2 separate regions of the Sus scrofa genome follow, and region 1 is linked to region 2. Evidence: chromatin contacts called from public HiChIP or PLAC-seq data. All regions are on one chromosome and are shown on one strand. Each heading gives the region's core, a stretch centred on a gene start, on an enhancer-like site or on the middle of the called end of the contact. The rest is flanking DNA. Distances are from core to core; before and after follow the strand shown.

Region 1 (3,458 bases), core at 248-2,747, 140 kb before region 2:
GCAAGGCACATCACGGCCTTCTTGGCTTAGGAACACTAGACAGCACTCTGAATTTGAATTTCAGATAAATGATTTTTTTTAAGTATATCCCAAATAGTACATGGCAGTACATCTAACAAAATACACAATAATCCTTAACATCATATGTCTGTGAAAGGCACTCTGCTTGGGATCCACCTTTTAAAAAAAATGTTTATTTTTAGGGCCACACCTGCAGTATATGGAAGTTCCCAGGCTAGGGGTCAGACTGGAGCTTCAGCTGCTGGCCTACACCACAGCCACAGCAATGCCAGATCCAAGCTGTGTCTGCGAACTATACCACAGCTCATGGCAACACCAGGTCCTTAACCCACTGAGCAGAATCAGGGATACTCGTATCTAGCATCCTCATAGATACTAGTCGGGTTCGTTACCACTGAGCCACATTGGGAATTCCTGATTGGGATCTATTTTAAAATCACCAACACAAAGCACAAAAGTGTGGAAAAGTGGCATTAGCATACTTGTTTATGAAATGAGAGCTGAAATAAGACAGTATCTGTGGACTTCAGCATGCATACTGGGACCCTCAATTTTTCTCTCCCCCATGCAGGTGCATGTCTGTAGGTGACCAAGCCCTGTGAGCATTGATTTTTGGTATTACAAATAAATTTTAGCCAGTAGGTGAATTTGCAAATGCAGAATCTACCAATAATGAGGATTGACTGTGTATGAGTGTGTATGTGTATGTATATATATACACGTACTGTGTATGAATATATATATATACATATATATTCATTCTCTGTATCATTAACACATCTAACAAAATACACAATCCTTAACATCATATGTCTGTGAAAGGTAACATGGAACTGCCATGTACTATTTGGGATATACTTATACTTAAAAAAAATCATTTATCTGAAATTCAAATTCAGCTGGGTATCTTGTATTTTATCTGATCACTCTACAATTTATTGGGCCTTTCTAGGTGCCAACCACTGTGCATCCTAGCTTAACTCTCACCACAATCCTGTGAGACAGGTGTTCTCACCAGCAATTCCCTTTTGAGGTTCCCGCTCTGCTTGGGTCCTGGGAGCTATGACCTAGCAGAGGCCAGGTGAGGATCCAAATTCAGGAGGCTACAGAGTGTGCATTCGTTTTAATCCAATGTACTGGATATGGAGGGCAGCGCATGGACAAGGCACAGCTTTAAATATGGAAATAATAAAAACGACCTCAGCAAGTGTTGGTGGGAGGCCAGGAAAGACCCAGATTGGTTGAATGACCTAGGAGGCTTCTGAGCTGAGCCTGGGAGAAGGGGGAGCCCTGGGACAGTGTGTAGGAGGAGGGAGATGGCAGTCGGGGGCTGAGGGCACGCCCACGTGCCAGGAGTTGTGGGCCTGGAAGTTCTGGGGCGGGAGGAGCGGGGCGGGGCGAGCGGTGCAGGAGGTTGAAGCGGCTGATAAGGTCTGATAGGCAGGGCGGGGCCCGATCGAGCAGGCGCTTGAATTCCAGGCATGGCGTTTGGACTTTACCCCGTAGACAATGGGGAGCCACCAGCGTTTCTGAGCTGGGCAGGGCGGCCCCAGCTGTCGCCGCATTGTTTTTCCCAGACGAAGGCCGAACCCTGCAGTGCTCAAGCGAGGCCACTAGATGGAGATATTTTAGCAAATTTAAGCACCCAGCCTTAGGGGACGCCAATTTACAGCAAGAACAGCGACCCAGCCAAGGCTCCAGGTGTTTCACCCACGGCATCCGCAACAGAAAATGCAAGGGGTTAAAAAACCAGGCTTTAATTTTTATAAACAAAGATAGGCAATAAAAATAGGTTGTTTTATGGTAGCAAACAGACCGATCTTTATGTTTTGTGCAATCTTCCTGTTTTAAACAACTTACTTTTGAATGTCCTGGATTTGTTTACTTTAAAAAATTAGGAGTTTCTGCTGTGGCGCAACAGAATCGTTAACACCTCTGGAATGCTGGGACGCAGGTTCAATTCTCAGCCCAGCACAGTGGGTTAAGGAACCAGCGTCGCCACAGCTACAGTGTAGGTCACGACTGTAGCTTGCACCTTCTGATCCCTGGCCAGGGAACTCCATATGCCGCGGGGTGACCAAAGTAATAGTAGCAGATTCTCTAGGTAATGTAAATTCTGACATTCTACAAAACAGAATATGTAATATTAATTTTCCCAGATTCCCATATGGAGCCAAATTCAAAGAAATTCATCTTGGACTTTAGAATACAAGTTTTTTTTTGTCTGGGGGGTTTTTGTTTTGGTTTGGTTTTTGGTGTTTTTTTGGCTGCACCTATGGCATGTGGAGGTTCCCTGGGCAAGGGACTGAACCTGCACCACAGCAGCAACCTTAGACACTGTAGTGGAGAGACAATACTGGATACTTAACTTGCTGTGCCTCAAGGAAACTCCCTAGGAATTAGTTCTCAACATGAAGTATAGTATATAAAAATTTAAGTAGTTTATCATATACTAACTACACTCTAGATAAGACTTGAAATCAGCATAGATACTGTTTAGGGCAAAGTTGTCAAAATACACATAAAATGAAGATTAAGTACTTTTAAAGTTTTCTTTGAAATCTTCTATTAAAAGACTTGTAGTAGTTCTGTTCATTACAATAAAATCTAGAACCCTAAAAAAAAAAAAAATGCAAGGGTTGGAAACCAAAATCAAACCAAAGATACAGCCCAGCTTCCCCCTGCTGGGGAGACAAACCAAAGATAATTTCTCAGCTTTGAAGGGAAAAGAAAGTGTTCAGGATATGCTAGAAAGGGCATTCAGTTTTAACAAGTGCCCTGCACAGACATTCTCTAGCATTTAAATCTCACGATAGGTAGGTGTTATGTTATTATCCCATTTTACAGGCGAGGACGCTGAGACACTGAGGGGCACATTTGCTCAATTATTTACCAAGCTGACAGCAGGCTGGGCAGGGAGATGGTTGGCCGCAGGTGGTAAGGGGTGGGCTGGACAAGCCCCCAAGGCAGTGCTTTGCTGGGCCCAGGGTCTCAGGTGCAAAGGGTGGGGCACTGCCTTGAAGTCCTGCTTTGGCTGCTAGAAAAATCTGTGGCATGGATGATGGGAGCTGCTGGCCTTCTATCATTTGCTCAGTTCCAGCTGCTTTTCAGAGACAGTCTCACTTATTCTCTGACAACTCAGGGAGTCAGGGATTATCACACACCCATTTCACAGGTAAGAAAACAGATGCAGAGAGGTGAAATGACTTGTCCAAGGTCACACTGGAGTTAAGTATGGGGGGGGGCAGTGGATCCCAGGTAAGCCTACTCCTCCCTGTTATTTATTTATTTATTTATTTATTTGTTGTCTTTTGTCTTTTTAGGGCCACGCCCAGGGCATATGGGGGTTCCCAGACTATGGGTCAAGTTGGAGCTGTAGCCACTGGCTACGCCAGAGCCACAGCAACACAGGATCTGAGCTGCATCTGTGACCTACA
Region 2 (3,422 bases), core at 241-2,740:
ATTTATAAGTGGTTCTAACTCTCTAGGCACAGAGGTTGTAGCAGAAGTGGTGACACCGCCTATGTACAGGCAAATAGAACAGCTAAAATAATATCAACAGCCGTCCAAAGAGGAAGAAGCAAATTGGGTTAAAACACCTAGCTTCCTTCTCTTTTACCACTCGATTCTTTTCATTCTACCCCTCTTACTTCAATTTACAAGCTAACCTCTTTCAACACAACCTGTATGGAGAGCACAGTATCTCAGTCACTCGTAGGGAGAGTGCCTGTTTCGAAAAAAATAAACAAATACTTAAAACTGAACAAACTTTTAAGGGAGAAATGAAAATCAATCACCCTTTTCCTTCAAGTTCATAATTTCATAGGATGGTTGATTCTATAAGCTGTGCTACTTATCTTGATTCAAAATCCAGGAAAACTATATGGCTTGCTGGGAACATTCAGGTTTTGGATACTTGGTTGTCTTGCCCAGTATTTCAGCTTCTACCCAAGAATCAGAGAGCCATTTCTTAAAGTCAGCATTTTCATGTCTCCCATGTAAGCAAATACTCTAAATTTTTCTCTCAGGCTAAGGGAAAACCAACAATGATTTGCAGGCTTAAAGCCTGGTAATGAAGGAGACAAAGGTATCCTCAGGTGATCAGATCACTGAAGACAAAGTCCGCTAACAGAGAGATGTCAGCTCTGGTTCTAATTCCTCATCAGAGTGATGAGGAGAATCAGTGACTCCCAAAGTAGCACTAAGTAAAATTAATAATATTCTGGAAAGTCGTATAAAGTATATAAAAGCATACATTTGGAAAAATACTCTCCCATTCAATCCTCTTATTGAAGAACATTAATCAGAGATGTCTCTGTTGATTTTGTTACAGCTGCAACTTTTCCACTGTACGGAGCATTAAAGTTACAAACTGGCTTGCTGGTTGAGTGGTCTGGAAAAGGTATATTCTGTCTCACCCGACTGCTATAAATTCAAATCCATTTCCTCTAGTTCTCAGCTCATTTTGGCACGATACTTCTAACTAAAGGTGTAATAAACTATATTGTCATACTTCAGGGTTTTTACAACTCCATCTACCATATTTGGGTGTGTGTAGGGGGAAGCAAAACACAGAAGGAAGTAAAGGATATTATGGTGACATTTTGTAACCTTTAGCTAGCTGGGGACAACTGAAATCATGTGTTTAAGATGGGAAGCATTACTAATTTGGGATGACATCTTGTGGCTTTTTTTCTTACACCAGCATCACTACATTTGTTCAGAAATAGATTTCTGATTTCCTCAAAATCACTTTTCCTCCTTAAAATAAAACACAATTCCTTTTTATAAAGGCAACATTCTTGGTAAAATTTAAACTGACCAGTGAAGGAAAACTAGAATACTAATTTGTAAGTTCCTACAAAAGATAATTTTGAAAAATCCTAAGATTTCCATTAACTGTCAGTCAATTCCTCAAGTATATAGTTCCCTTTTCACAAAAAACCAACACAGCAACCAAATGAAAAAACAATTTAATGAGGTAGTACAGTGAAAAGTGACTATCTCTAACATAATTAATACGCTCCTGAAATGTCACAGGGGAGACTGAGAAGAGAGATCAAAGAGGAGAAAAATAACCAGAAGCCTCTGTAGTGGTGACATTTTGTAATTCAGCATTCATTCATTCAATATATATTTATTGAGCCATTATAATCAGAGTGTAGGACAGAGTCCTTGCCTCAAGGGTTTACAGTTAGGGAGTTCCCATCGTGGCTAAGCAGTTAATCAACCTGACTAGTATCCATGAGTATGCAGGTTCAATCCCTTGCCTTGCTCAGAGGGTTAAGGATCTGGCGTTCCTGTGAGCTGTGGTGTAGCTTGCAGACTTGGTTGTGGTGTAGGCCGGCAGCTGTACTTCTGATTGGACCCCTAGCCTGGGAACCTCCATGTGCCATGGGGGCAGCCCTAAAAAGACAAAAAAAAAAAAAAGAGTTTACAGTTAGTAATACGTTGACATTTTAATCATTTTTATTTTTTATTTATCTTTAATGATTTTTATTTTTTTCCATTATAGTTGTTTACAGTGTTCTGTCAATTTTCTACTGTAGCAAAGTGACCCACTTAATCATTTTAAATAAGAGGTAAAGGGATATAGGCAGAAATTTTGACTTGAGGACTTAAAATTCTAAAAATTACCTCGGTATCTTTAATTTTTGTTATTCCTACAAGTTCCTTTGACATATAAAGTTATAGGATTGCCCCATCTGTAAACAGATCACAGTTGTCCCAGTCCACAATGCTTAGGAAATTAAGGAATGGAAAGGTGTTTGGGAGCCACTTGCCTACCTGACGCTAATTTGTCGAACATATGGGAAAGCAGAGGCTGGGAGAGGGAAAGTGACTGATTAAGGTCTCTTAGCCGCCATGTCTTTTTTTTTTTTTTTTTTTTTTTTTTAATTTTGGGGTTTTTTTGTTTGGTTTGGTTTGGTTGTTTTTTTTTTTGTCTTTTAGGGTCGCACCCTCTGCATATGGAGGTTCCCAGGCTAGGGGTCTAATCGGAGCTGTAGCTGCCAGCCTATGCCAGAGCCATAGCAACACAGGATCTGAGCCGCGTCTGCGACCTACACCACAGCTCATGGCAATGCCGGATCCTTAACCCACTGAGCGAGGCCAGGGATGGAATCCACATCCTCATGGATCCTAGTCGGGTTCGCTAACCACTGAGCCATGACGGAAACTCCCTTTTTTTATGAACTTTCTTCCAAGTAAGCTATAACTATGGAGATAATTACAACTAGTGCTTTTAAAAAAAAAAAACTATGTTTATCTGATACCTTTCTCATCTACCCTTCCTCTGATCTCCACTGGGACAATAATCTCCAGACTTAGTGGGAGCAGTCTTTTCTCATATAGTCTGGCTCTTTTTCATGTCTTTTCTGAGACCTCACCCCTATACTATCTCCTCCTTCTCCACTGATTTGCATTCTTCTCTACTTTCCTGGATTCAGCTTTTCTAGAGCTGTCATATTTGCTGCCCCGATTCTCAACTGTCCAAAAATCCCTCTCCATTTGTATACCCCATCATCTTCAAAGCCCCCAGGATTCCCATTCCTCCCAGTATACCTAACCTATAATCTTAAACAAAGATCACCCCCTTGCAGCTGTTAATGGCCTTATTTCTTTTTTGTATTCTTGACAGCTCATTGTCAGGTTACAATATTTCAGTTAAAAAAAAAAAAATGTGAGCTTGGGAGTCAGAAGGATCTTGCTTTAAATTAGATTCCACCCTTTGGCAGGTTATTTCACCTGCTAAACTTCACTTTATTCACCTGTAAAATGGGGATAATAATAATTTCTACAATACAGGGTTGTGTAAGGATGAAATACAATTACATATGTGAAGTTAATATCACAATGCTAGTTATATAAGGCATACTAAGTGC

Evidence for each region. HiChIP or PLAC-seq counts read pairs in DNA pulled down with a chosen protein or histone mark.
Region 1: a contact with region 2 is called in an H3K27ac HiChIP or PLAC-seq map of alveolar macrophages. The contact joins two enhancer-like sites. A contact is called at or near these places in 1 of 47 Hi-C or Micro-C datasets (fetal heart ventricle) and 2 of 2 datasets of contacts at active chromatin or transcription factors (alveolar macrophages and skeletal muscle).

Annotation. Positions count from the first base shown.
Region 1 is chr13:68,473,725-68,477,182 of Sscrofa11.1, reverse strand. No RefSeq gene overlaps it. Among named protein-coding and RNA genes, the nearest start is that of TSEN2, 5.3 kb to the left of the region's middle. Within about 2 kb of position 1,497, at least 34 of the 83 cell types and tissues checked have an H3K27ac peak or open chromatin away from gene starts, as enhancers often do. A contact at or near this core is called in alveolar macrophages, where this site is marked.
Region 2 is chr13:68,338,574-68,341,995 of Sscrofa11.1, reverse strand. It overlaps a transcript of PPARG not described here. Among named protein-coding and RNA genes, the nearest start is that of PPARG, 24 kb to the left of the region's middle. Within about 2 kb of position 1,490, at least 4 of the 83 cell types and tissues checked have an H3K27ac peak or open chromatin away from gene starts, as enhancers often do. A contact at or near this core is called in alveolar macrophages, where this site is marked.